Linked DNA regions of Mus musculus: region 2 is linked to region 1. The links are chromatin contacts, called in public Hi-C maps. All regions are on one chromosome and are shown on one strand. The core of a region is the stretch at or near the end of the contact, and the rest is flanking DNA. Distances in the headings are between cores, read along the strand shown. Region 1 overlaps Pgm5 (phosphoglucomutase 5). Region 2 holds the start of Foxd4 (forkhead box D4).

Region 1 (5,683 bases), core at 2,619-5,118:
CAAGCCTCATGACAGAATCTCCAGTTGCCAACATGTCCAAAAAAAAAAAAAAAAAAAAAACCTGGTGTCTTCTTGGGTGAAAGATGAAAATGCTTTGAAGGGTGAAAATGCTTTGAGACATTATTTATCTGATCTCTGCATCTTTTCTCATATATTAAAATTCTTATTTGAATTATAGAGGCTTCTAGAAAAGCTCACACTGGCTATTCTAGCTGCGCTGGTGGAAAACAGAACACGGAGGAGCTGAACGTGAGGGCTTGACCTTGCATTCAGGTCAGGTTTAGTTTATAGTTTAGAAATCCTAAAGATTAAAAGCATGAGACATGCTGCTCTCGCTTGACAAGACAAAAGCAGAACTGGCTTTTAAAGGAGTGTAAGGAAATCTAACATTTAAGTCTCTTCCTTCTGATGCTTTCCCGGTTTTCTAAAACTAAGGTACAACTCTTACCAGGTTTACACCGAGCCTCTGCTCTGCTGGATCCCAGGCACATGTTTAAGCAGTTGTTGGTTAACCCTGCACTATTTACAGCCACAAATCATCAAATCTTGTTGGATCTTGTTTACTCGGCCTCAGAAAGCATGAATGAATTCGTGCTGGTCACACAAGGACAGAAGGACACCAGTCACAGCTCCTCTTGCCAGATGATTGGTTTGACAGGCTGCGGTCAGCACAATCCAGCTTTTCTAACAACATCTTTGGTCCAGCCCAGATGGACAGCCCAACAAAAATGTCAGCACCTTTTCGTAGAAAGCGGCACAAGTAAATCATTGTGTTTGCTCATAAACCAAAGCTCTGGACTCAGTATAACCAGCCGGCACCTGGAGAGGGCGCTGCCAGGCTTTACCACAGTCATGTGCCAGTGTGGGAGACAGCACCCGCTGTCAGAGTGGCTCAACTCTCCTTAGGCTCTTGCCTGGTTTTCAGGTTGCCATCCTAGTGCCATATTGAGACATTGTGTGCAAGATGCACAACAGGGGAATCCCTCATTCTTGTTTTTTTCCATCCCAGTAATGCTGGGATCTCAGAGGAGCTCAGCAGTGGGGGTGGGAGTATTTTGATGGCAGAATGCTTAGGTCCTGGGAAGAAGGAAAGCAAACAAAGAGGAGTTGGAGTTTAGAATGGGAGGGGCCCATAGCTGAGCACATCTCTTGGTACAAATTGTCATGTGAGATGCTGTTTGGTTGGCTGGAACCTGAGCACTCCATACTTCATAGCTTAGGAATTGAAGTTAGGTGAGATCCAAGTGGAGACTTAAGGGTCATGACTTAGGAATTGAAGTTAGGTGAGACTGCAGTGGAGACTCAAGGGTTTGTTGGAAAGTCAGTTGTGTTGGATGGTGTTTTGTTGGGGCAAACATGTGAAGGAGTGCTCTCCTGAAGCAGACATGGGTGAAAGGATGTTTTTCTAAAGCATACTCGTGAAAGATTGTTTCATTAACGTAGAAACAGGTGAAAGGCAAAGGGAAACTCGTGAAGGAACATTTCACTGAGGCAGACGCAGCTGAAAGGATGCTCTGCTAAAATAAGCACATGAAAGGACACATGATGAAGGATTCTTTGCTAACAACAAACACATATTGGTCCACCTCACCTTGAGCTGCATTTATTGGGACTCCATAGAAAGAAACGCACCAAAAAAACCTTCTGGTGACGTGAGGCTGTTTCTTGCCACTTCTGTGGACTTGGGCTGATTGGCAGAGTGATGTCAGCTGAGACAGATGCATTGTGCTGAGGCAAGACCTGTAGAGGACACGTGGTGTTTGGAGGGTATAAATAGGACTCAATGGACAGTGACAGGGGCTGAGCTTGGCTTCCTTATAGAGCTAGCTGTGCAACGCTTGTGGGTCTCTGGTCTTCACTTGGCTGAGAGAGGCACAACCAAGAACTTCTCCTGGCATCCCTCCGGGTACCTCCTGGTGACTGGAGCCAAGGCTGAGGCCTGGCTGTCTCTGGTAGGCAGTGCCACTGCTGCTGATTCGTGTTTGCTATTCTGACTCTCCCTAAACGGACTGCTGGTGTATCTGTGAAGTGTTTGTGAGTGGATCAAGCTGCTACTGCTGACCTGAAAACTGAATTGCTGATTTCCAGACCAGGTCTATATGAGCAACACAGAGAGGCTGGGATCCCAAGAGAATCACGTTTGTGGAGACCAAAACTTGGATTTCAAATTTTATCATGTCAGGATGTCTTTGGATAATTTTTTAAAAATCAGTTAATAGCATAAAATCATGTTTAGTTCATAGGCTATACCCAGCCTGAGTAGAGGCCAGGTTCAGATCAGGGACTGCATCATGTGAGCCTTCTGAACGTGACAGCTGCACAGGTTCCTGTGACATTAGTGATGCATAGATCCAAATGTCTTTGTCTGAAGATTTTATCTTATAAAAGGTAAAATTACAGGGCTGGGAAGAGGGATCTGTGGGTAAGGGCACTGGCTGCTCTTCCAGGTGACCTGGATTCAATTCTAAGCATCTATATGACAATTCACAGCTGTCTGTGACTCTAGTCCCAGGGGATCCAAGAACCCTCTTCTGGTCTCTGTAGGTACTGCATGTATGTGGTATATAGACATATGCTTAGACAAATACTAATACACATAAAATAAAAATAAGTGAAATATTTTTAAAAAGCAAAATTACACTAGTACTTATGTGTGTTTGTGAATCTGGATAAATTTCAAGATTTTTCAAAATCTGCAAAATTGGCCTAATGAGATTAAACATCTTAGCTTTTGATTATAACCAAACAGGGAAATGCTTTAAAATGTTTTTTGAAGTCTAAATTTTCAGGTATTTTGTTTCCTATTGGAAAGTTTCCTCCTCCTCCTCTTTTTCCTATGCCTCCTCCTCCTCCTTGTCCCCCTTCTCCCTTTCTTCCTTTCTTCCTTCTTTTTAAGCAGTAGCTTTGACATGATTTTTAGAGGAAAAATATTTTACCTACGCCAGAAAAAAAGGATTAAATGAAATGGAGAAAGAAAAGTCTAGTTGCCGTCTGTGTCAAACTGTTAGAACACGGACGGGCACTTCTCCAGCTGCCCAAGCTACACTGGTGTGAACAAACTTCCCTTGCAGGATTGTGAGGGACAGATGCCTTAAATGGTAACTCCCATACTCACTTCCAAATTCAGGATCCACCACAAGCAATGAGTCTGTCCTCAATGTCTATCCTTTGCTCTTAAGCATAACCTAGGGTCAGGATGGCCAGTGTGGTGTTCCCAAAATGCTGAGACACTTTGATGATGCAGTCCTGAGATCCTGCAGCTGGACGTGTCCTGCTGTTCTTCAGTCTGTGGGTGTTTGTTTCAGCGACTCAAGCTGTTCACTTCCGCTTGTGTTAACATTGTCTAAGTCATATTGACAGGGCTCAGGGATTTGCAGTTATTGAAAATTCACTTTTAGCTAGGAAAAAATGATAAGGAATTATAAAACAAGTATAATTATTGTTTATCAAACTACTTGGAAATTTCCCAACCCAAAGGATTCTTGGTTGGAGGCAACAGGCGCTGCTTAGAATTGCAGACTCATGCCTCCTCTCAGATCCACTGAACAGATCTGCACTGTCATAAGCTTGCAGGTGACTCACATGTACTTAAAAGTCAGAGAAGCCTTTAGTGGCTGGCCTTTGAGATCCTTATTTCTCCCTCTGCTTAGCAGGCTTGGCCTTCCTTCCAGATAAATCCTCAAATGCCAACCCAACTATCATGTACTTCCGAGGGCTCCTTAGCCTCCGCTGTTTCTTCCTACAGCTGGAAAATTACCAAGAGCACAGAAAACAACCCAAGAAAAAAAGTTGTCTCCGAGGCCCTCGGAAGATTTATTTCTGCTTTCCAGGTCAATTCACAGAAAGGAAAACAGGAAGACCAGTTTCACTTTGCATCTCCATAGAAACCTTACCTCAGTGTCAATCCACAAGTGAGCTTGTTTTCTTTGCATGCTATCTTAGCTAAGCTGCGAGACTCAAAATAAGCCCTGGATGAGGTGAAGAAACTTCTAATTTGATGTTTTTCCAAGACACGGAAGTCTTGCTAAATTTGTTGGTAGACAGTCTAGCACAACTCGCATTACAAGGAGAAGAGCAATTATTTAAAACACTAAGGGTTTGTATGACAGCTGAGTCTTAAAGGCACAGAACGTGAGAAGAACCATGCTCCTGTGACTGAGGACACATAAAGTGCATAGTGGCCCTCCAGGAACCCCACTGATGGCTTTGCACTGCAGGGAAGACTCCTTGGCTGTGGGTTCCCTTCCCATCCTCTGGTGCTATGGTGTTGGACTGCAGGTACAAAAAACATGGAGATGCTCTGCCACCTCTGAAAACTGCCCTGGTGTACCCAGAGTACCTTCCAGTCTGGCACAGAATTACTTAAAACCAACCCATCTTCCTAGGTCTTATCCTCTAGTGCTACAATTCCAGACTAGCAGGAAGTGAAGCCTAATTCTGACCCCTTTTGTCTCCAGATCTCTTCCAGCTGACTAGCCCTGTTAGAAAGCAGCATCCTCTAGGCGATACAGACAGGGACATCAGCTGTGCAAAACAGGCTCTGGGAGAACAACTGTACAGAGAGCCTGTTAACTCTCCCCAAGATAAGCAGTGTCACCAGTCCAGGTTGACCTCAGGAAGGGCTGGCTTGAAGGGACAAGGTGGTGCTTCTAACATGGAGGCAATGAAGGTCCTTGCCTAGGCCTCCACAGTTCCTCAGGGAGGAGAAAAGAGCTGGCGCCCTCAATTCCACTCAGTGGAAACGCCCCTGCTAACACAGGCCTGGGCCTGGGCATCTCTATTAAGCTCATCTCTCTCACAGTAGTTTGTCCGTTTCTTTCTTCCTATCTCTTGTTTACAAATATTTATTTAGTAAAATAAAACAGATGGTTGTCTTTGTCTTCTAGTTTATGTGTCGATAATAACTTAAAATAATATATTCCAGAGAAAATAATTAATTGTTAATTAATTATTATATTATATTAAGATAATAACTTAAAATACATATATTCCAGAGGAAATGATTGACCTATCTAGTACCATCCAAACATCACTTTGTCGTCTAATCACCCCTTATTTTGACCTATTTGTCCTTTGTATTCTATGGTCCATCTGGAATGAACACCTATATCCTAATACTACCATCCCCAGATGTTTAAAACCTTGATATTGTGATGTTTTGATTTATAAAGAACATTTGCATCACCCTGTAACTTTTTAATTATCCACCTACGGAAATACAATGTTTGATAGGAAAGTAGATAGATTTTTCTTTTCTCATTTACAAAATTCTCAAAGAATAAATAGAAATATTATTTATCCCTGAGAGAAGACTCAAAGACTGTCTCATGGTGCTTTTTTTCGGCTTCAGTGTCCCCCAGGGAGGACTGTGGTGTGTGAGGACAGTGTAGATGACAGTTCCATGCCTGAGTCACAGTCAGTTCAGAGTAATGTGTGCTGAGTTTACACCACTGGAACAGTGCAGTGGGGAAGGGATCCTAGTTCCTCCCCCCCCCCTACAGGTTTCTGGGCTCCATGTATAACCTGTCAGCTTGCCCTAGCGGCTGAGAATCTGTGTGGGCAAAAGAGAAAAAAAATCAAATCAAATCTAGATGCCCTAGATCTTTGGATATGTAATTATCCAGGTATACTCCCTGCTTTCTCACTGGTCATGCACACTGGTGTTATTTTAGTGCTTCAGTTC
Region 2 (6,183 bases), core at 497-2,996, 200 kb before region 1:
TAGCAACGTGAACACACAAATACATTTTAGACATTGAGTTATAACCAGCTAAGTTGACTGTTCGGTTTGCCCCAGCGTTGGCCACAGGGAGATCTTTAGTTGGCTCCTGAGTCACCTTTGAGATTAGCCCCAGAATGTGGGGGGTTTGTTTTGTTTTTGAGCACATTCTTACACCCTTTCATTTGTAAATAACCCAAATCCCCCTAGCAGTTGACTTTAGGAAAACCAACAATACTCTCTCTCACACAGATAATCAGAAAAGGGGAACCGAGTCTCTCCAGCAGGGGGTGAGGGCAGCATCTGGGGCCAGCAGATTGAATGAGACACCTGCCGGCCCTCCTGCAGTTTAAAATCACACAAATAGTCATTGGTCAATTTTGGATTTAAACACAAATCTGTGAGGCTCAGATCTGTTGTTTGTCCTACCTCAAGCTGCACACAATAGAGAGCCTTGGAGGGTAAAACCCTCCACAGAGCAATGCAGCTTAACTCAAAGGCTGGCAAGGGAGCTGCTCTCCAAAAGATGCTAACTTCTTTAAACTACTTTAATCCCAAAGGCGATGAGCTATTTTTGGTAGTCAGTTTCTGATTTCTCAATAAAGGTCACAATCACAAACATAAACGTTGAAGGTGGCACAACTTTCATCCTTTCCTAGTGCATCTTTTTAGATTTCACCTTCCCAATTCCCCCAATATGTACTTTGTATTTTGCTATGCAATCCCTATTTATGTAACAGACATACTCTACCATATTGTTACTTTAGCTGCTGGGCTAACTCACATGAAACCAATCTAAAAGCTTAGGTACTCCAAAGCCTTCAAGCAAGTCCTGGGGTCCCTGTCCTGCTCTGCAGTGTGGATGCCTTACCATGGACCTCTGGACTATCTAGTGTCAGGGACACTGCAACCCCGCCCTTCCTCGATTTATTGTTATTACCACAGTAAAGCACTTGTGTTTCTGGATGGATGTTCGGGTTGGGGGGAGGGGTAGGGGACAAAGCCAAGCAGGTAGATGCACTCATATAGTGAGGGCATTCCTTTCTTTATAAAATTACTTTGGGGGAAACAGTATTTGTGTAGTGAAATCAATGTAGTTGGTAAAGACAACGAAGGAAAAGAAGATGAAGATACCAGTTGCCTCTGTGGTGCTAGTGTGTTGCTTTCTGAAGCCTCTTCTAGGCATCCCTGTCTGAACGTGAAAAAATAATTTGCACCTTTGCTCCGCTGGCTAAATAGTAAAAGAAGCTGGAGGAAAAGAGACTAAGAAAATACTTTTTTTTTTTTTCCTTTTAAAGTCCACACTGAACTTCCACAGTTTATGCTAGGATGCTTTAGTTTTTAGGGAAATCGAGTCACGGGATTATTTGGTGAAGTTTACGAGGAGGGAAGGAGCCATTTCTCTGGAATGGGGGCATATAGCTTTAAGTCAGTGTGCCATTCTGTTTGAGATACATCTCATTACTCGCCAAAGTCAGTACTGGGAAGGTCTAAATGTCGACGTGGTCCCACATCGTCGTTGTGTATCATGTTTTCCCTCTTGATTTTTATTTGTGCAGCTTTAGAGAAACATCAACAGAGCCCGCACAATGTCAGAGCACTTTGGCTGATTAAACCATCCTCCGTAGTGGATGGTTGTGAAGAGGAGGGACCAAGGACCCCCCATCATTGGACCGCGTCAGGAGGACGTGGCTCCAGCCCGAGGAACGGCAAAGAAGGATATATAGCTGCGCACTTCTCAGAGAAACTTAAAACACCAAGTGCTCCTTGCCAAAGGGTGTTAGAAAGAAAAAGCAGAAAAGAACAAGGAAGCCTAACCTAGGAGCGCTCCAGTTTCCCAGCAGACTCATCCTTGCTAACTCACCCATCCCAAACCAGGTGAGCTGCCCCCACGTCCGTCCCCTCCTCTCCCTCTTCCCTCCTATCCTCCATGAACTCAGCAAGAGCTGGGCACCTTCGTTCCACTCCACCGCCCAGTCCTCTAAGTTCCGACCAGGATGAGGTGGAGATCGACGTGCTGGCAGAGGAGGAAGATGGAGATCAGACGGAAGAAGAGGATGACGAGGAGGAGAGCCATAAGTGCCTGGAGCGATCCCTGCAGAGGCCCGGAGCCCGCACTCTTGCAGGGAGGAGCGCGGGGGACTGCGGCGATCTGAGTAACTCCTCCGGGTTCCTCCGCAAGTTCCGAGCACCACGGACCCCGGCGACCACCACAGCCGACGGCCCGCAGCCCGCCAAACCCCCGTACTCCTACATCGCGCTCATCACCATGGCCATCCTGCAGAGCCCGCACAAGCGCCTGACGCTCAGCGGTATCTGCGCCTTCATCAGCGGCCGCTTCCCCTATTACCGCCGTAAGTTCCCCGCCTGGCAGAACAGCATCCGCCACAACCTGTCGCTCAACGACTGCTTCGTCAAGATCCCTCGCGAGCCGGGCCACCCGGGCAAGGGCAACTATTGGAGCCTGGACCCCGCCTCCCAGGACATGTTCGACAACGGCAGCTTCCTCCGGCGCAGGAAGCGCTTCAAGCGCCACCACCCGCCCTCGGGAGGCCACCCGCACTGCCCTTTCCCTCCACCCGCTGTGCCCGCCACCCTGCACGTCTCCCAGCCCAGCCTCCTGCTCCGCTACTCTGCCCCACCACAGCCTAACCTCGCAGCTCATCCCGCTGCCCCGCCTCGGAGTCACCCGTGCGCCCCGCTGCATCCGCATCCCATGCGCTACCTGCTGCTCGCGGCCCCGGCCTATGGCGACAACCCTAGAAAAGCGGAAGGCGCGGACCCCGCCACCCCCTTAGCCATTCCCGCGCTGCAGCCCGTACTGGGTTCCCAGCCTTGGGAGAGAGACCAGAGCTCTGGAACTCGGTCCGGACGCGGGTGCGCTTCGTTCACCATCGAGAGCATCATGCAGGGGGTTACAGGAGGAGGAACTGGGTCTGCGCAGAGTCCGTCCTTTGCTCCGTGGAGCTACTGCCACCTGCTGCAACATCCACCGTGCCTGCTGCACCCCCAGGCCGCTTCCCCTTTGTTTCACATGTCCGCAGGTTCCCGGACAATATTGCCTCAGCAGCCGCAACCGCCGCTGCCGCTGCAGCAAGAACAGCATCACTGTGCCATTAGCTGCGCTCCCGGTAAAGGCGTGCGGTTAGGCCAGCACCTGTCCGCCGTTGCGGCGCTGCTGAGGCAACAGCCTGCAGCTGACGACGGTAGGCTGACAACCCTGGCCGCTCTTTCGGGCCGAGAGGGGACCTTGCCCGAATTTTAAGCAGCACCCAGGCCCAGCCTCCAGGCTGGGTCGCCTTGGCACACCTGGAGCCAAGTGGCAAAATGGAACCACTTTCTAGGTTTGCACCACCCGCCTGCTAGGCTTGTGCGTAGAAAGCCAGCAGCGGAGTGCGCACTAAGTCCTTCCAAATTGTTACAAATGTGTTCTGCTCGCTTGACAACACAAAAGTGGGAAAATCCTGGATCTACAAGTCTTGCTTGGTCTTGTCCGCTTCGGTTGTGGCTTCCACGGTTTTCCCGACTTACATACTTCCCGAGGACCTATGACTATGAAAGTGAGTGAGGTGTTTTGCTGTTAATAAAAACAAAACAGTCTGCAATACAAAACATCACCATCCACATTGCTTAGGAACTGCCAGTGTTCCCAGTGGCGACTGCGACTGCGAATGCGTACATGCTCCGAAACCCGTAGGTAATACAAATAGGGTAATTTCATAACATTTATCTCTTGTATATACGACGTGTCCTACTCCAACGGGGAGTGTTAAAACTAAGCCTAGTTATAGAGATTGAATAAAATACGAAACTACAATGCTACATCGCTTGTTTCCTATGTCTCGTTATTTGCTTTCATAAATGAAATTTTAAAAAAATTTCTATTCTTATCTCACAATTCGTTTTTATGATTTATATCCATTAGAGAAATCGGGGACGACACGTTTTAAATATGGGCTTTAAAAGTTCCAACTATTTGAGGGCCAAAGTTTATCTTATAAACTAGTTTTAATTCTAACGAATTAAATTTAGGTTTTTCAAAGGAGAGTTTCGCTGTGCAGCCTTTGGTGGCCTGGAACTAGCGATCTTCCTATTTCAGTTTCCAGAATTCTTAGCGTGCCCAATAACGCTGAGCTTGTGCGCTATTTTTCTCAAGTTGTTTTTCTGAGGTAAACTGGAGGATGACTGGAGATCAATTTGAACTAGTGTATCTATTCTTGGAAAATAAACGACTGTTGCGTTTACTTAAAAAAATGCTAGTATTTTCAAGGCCTTTTCTTTATAAATAATTTCTGAGAGATCCTTGTAAGAGTGATTCAGCTCCAGGATACAAGGAAAACAAGGGAACGCCCATCACCTACGACTCCCAGAAGGCGGGATTTTAGATGTTGGGTCATTATAATCCACGGCTTTGAGGAAAGCCGAGCGCCGAGTAGAAGAAACCCACTGTGTTCCCCACCCTTAGCAAAGAAGTCTACATTTCCTTGTTTACACCCCATAGCCCAGAACTCCTACTGCTCGCCTTGCCTGCTACCTCAACCCCTTCCAATCTGAGAGCTTTGTGGGAACTTCTGGAAAGTTCCTAAACTCAGACATTAGTAGCTTTGAGCTTTCGGACAGGCAGCTTTCCTCCGTTTGGCCCCTGGGCTCTTGGTCCCCAAAGTACCACTCCTTTGGTGGCCAGCAGCAATCTGAGAGTTTAGAGGCAAATCAGAGAGAGAGGGAGAGAGGGAGAGAGAGGGGGAGAGAGAGAGAGAGGGAGAGAGAGGGAGAGAGAGAGAGAGAGATCCCCTTTCCCGTGTATCCGCATCTCCCCTTTGCGCTTTGTGCAAAGATGTTTCCAGCCTGGCCACCTCCAGGTATTCAGTTAACTTTGCATCCGATCCCCCACCCCCTCGCGCGCTGCCTCCCCCCTGAAGCCGATCCCTGGGCAGGACCGAGGTGGGCTCCAGCGCTCGGAACTCCCTTTCCTCCCACGCCCAAACCTGTCCCAGCAGGAGGACGACCCCGTCAGAGCCTGGCCAAGGTCCGTTCCTCAGTTGAAATGCTTTAGTATCAAAACCATAGCAAGACCAGACTTTCCAAGATCTCATGGCGAGGTGAGATGAAAGTCGTCCCAAGTGTCCATTAGGCTAGGGAGCCCCGAAGACTAGGACAGCTTGGACCCCCTCCCGGTGTGACCTGCACCAAGCCCGGGAACCGTGCTGTGGTCGCGGCTCCTGAGAACCCGCAGGAACTCGCGCACCAGCAACCGCCGCCACCGGGCGTCCCTACGGTGCCACATCCCAGGAGCACTCGAGGACGCGCCGCGTGCACAGTCTGGCTATCCTCATCGCCTCCTCCCCGCCCACGCGGAGCCACAGCCGGCGGTTCTGGATTCCACGTCGCGCGGGTATCTTGGGCTGGGCTTTTTTTTTTTTTTTTTAAAGTGTGGCCTCTGAGATCCCGAAAGCTGGACGGTCTCGTGGCGACAGACTGACTGGACGGATCCTGAACGGATTGTGCGGGCCATCCCCACGGTCAGAGCGGGAGGGCACTACCTTGGTCTCTGCCCTCTAGGAATGAATGGCGCTTACCATCAGCTACTCTCTGCCCTCTGCTCCTGGAGCGCCAGGCATTGACCCACTGAAAATTCCCTGAAGAAAAGACTGCAGAACCCCACCGTTCACAGAGGGAAACTGTTCACCTAGGAGAAATTGTTTCCTGGGGAGGCAGCATCCCGGCACACTTATTTTCAAAACCAAGCTTTCCGCACCTGTGGCCTCAAGGTCAAGCACAGGTCACTAGAACCAAAGTAGCTAGGGTAGAATCAGTAAAGAATTCAAGAAACTCCTCCCTCCCGAGTGATTTTGTCTGGTTCTTCCTGATGGTCCCTGAGAACTGTCACCCTGAGATTTCCCCAACACAACAGAGCCACCTCCTCCCGGTGGTCTTTGGGCCTGGGGGCAGTGCTCTCAGCTACTTACTCTCCCACCCTAGGCTTCCTGCTTGCTGCTGCAGACCAGGGAATTTTGGTACACTTTAAAGTGCAGGGGAAGGAACTTTTGAAACTGGGGATCAACGGGCCAGCTGGTGCTCTGGTCTTGACTGAGGTATCCCAAATGAACTACCTGTTGACATACTGGGGCGAGTGCTTAGGATACAAAACTGCCTTCATCTCTAGACTGCAGAAGTCATCCCCCCTAC

What was found. A called contact is a pair of places that touch in the nucleus more often than the background predicts.
Region 2: a contact with region 1 is called in a Hi-C map of bone marrow-derived macrophages, with 21 read pairs. A contact is called at or near these places in 4 of 39 promoter capture datasets (the 3T3-L1 cell line, the HPC-7 cell line and pre-B cells), 12 of 484 Hi-C or Micro-C datasets (3T3-L1-derived adipocytes, the STO cell line, bone marrow-derived macrophages and 9 more), 9 of 130 datasets of targeted methods (the NIH/3T3 cell line, cardiomyocytes, embryonic forebrain and 6 more) and 2 of 9 other capture datasets (embryonic stem cells and macrophages).

The regions. Positions count from the first base shown.
Region 1 is chr19:24,696,951-24,702,633 of GRCm38.p6, reverse strand. The region is part of intron 10 of Pgm5 (phosphoglucomutase 5); the gene reads left to right. Among named protein-coding and RNA genes, the nearest start is that of Gm38581, 7.4 kb to the left of the region's middle.
Region 2 is chr19:24,896,579-24,902,761 of GRCm38.p6, reverse strand. Foxd4 (forkhead box D4) reads left to right here and starts at 1,746. Exons shown (of 1, transcript NM_008022.3): 1 at 1,746-3,819. The coding sequence starts at 1,928. The coding sequence ends at 3,262.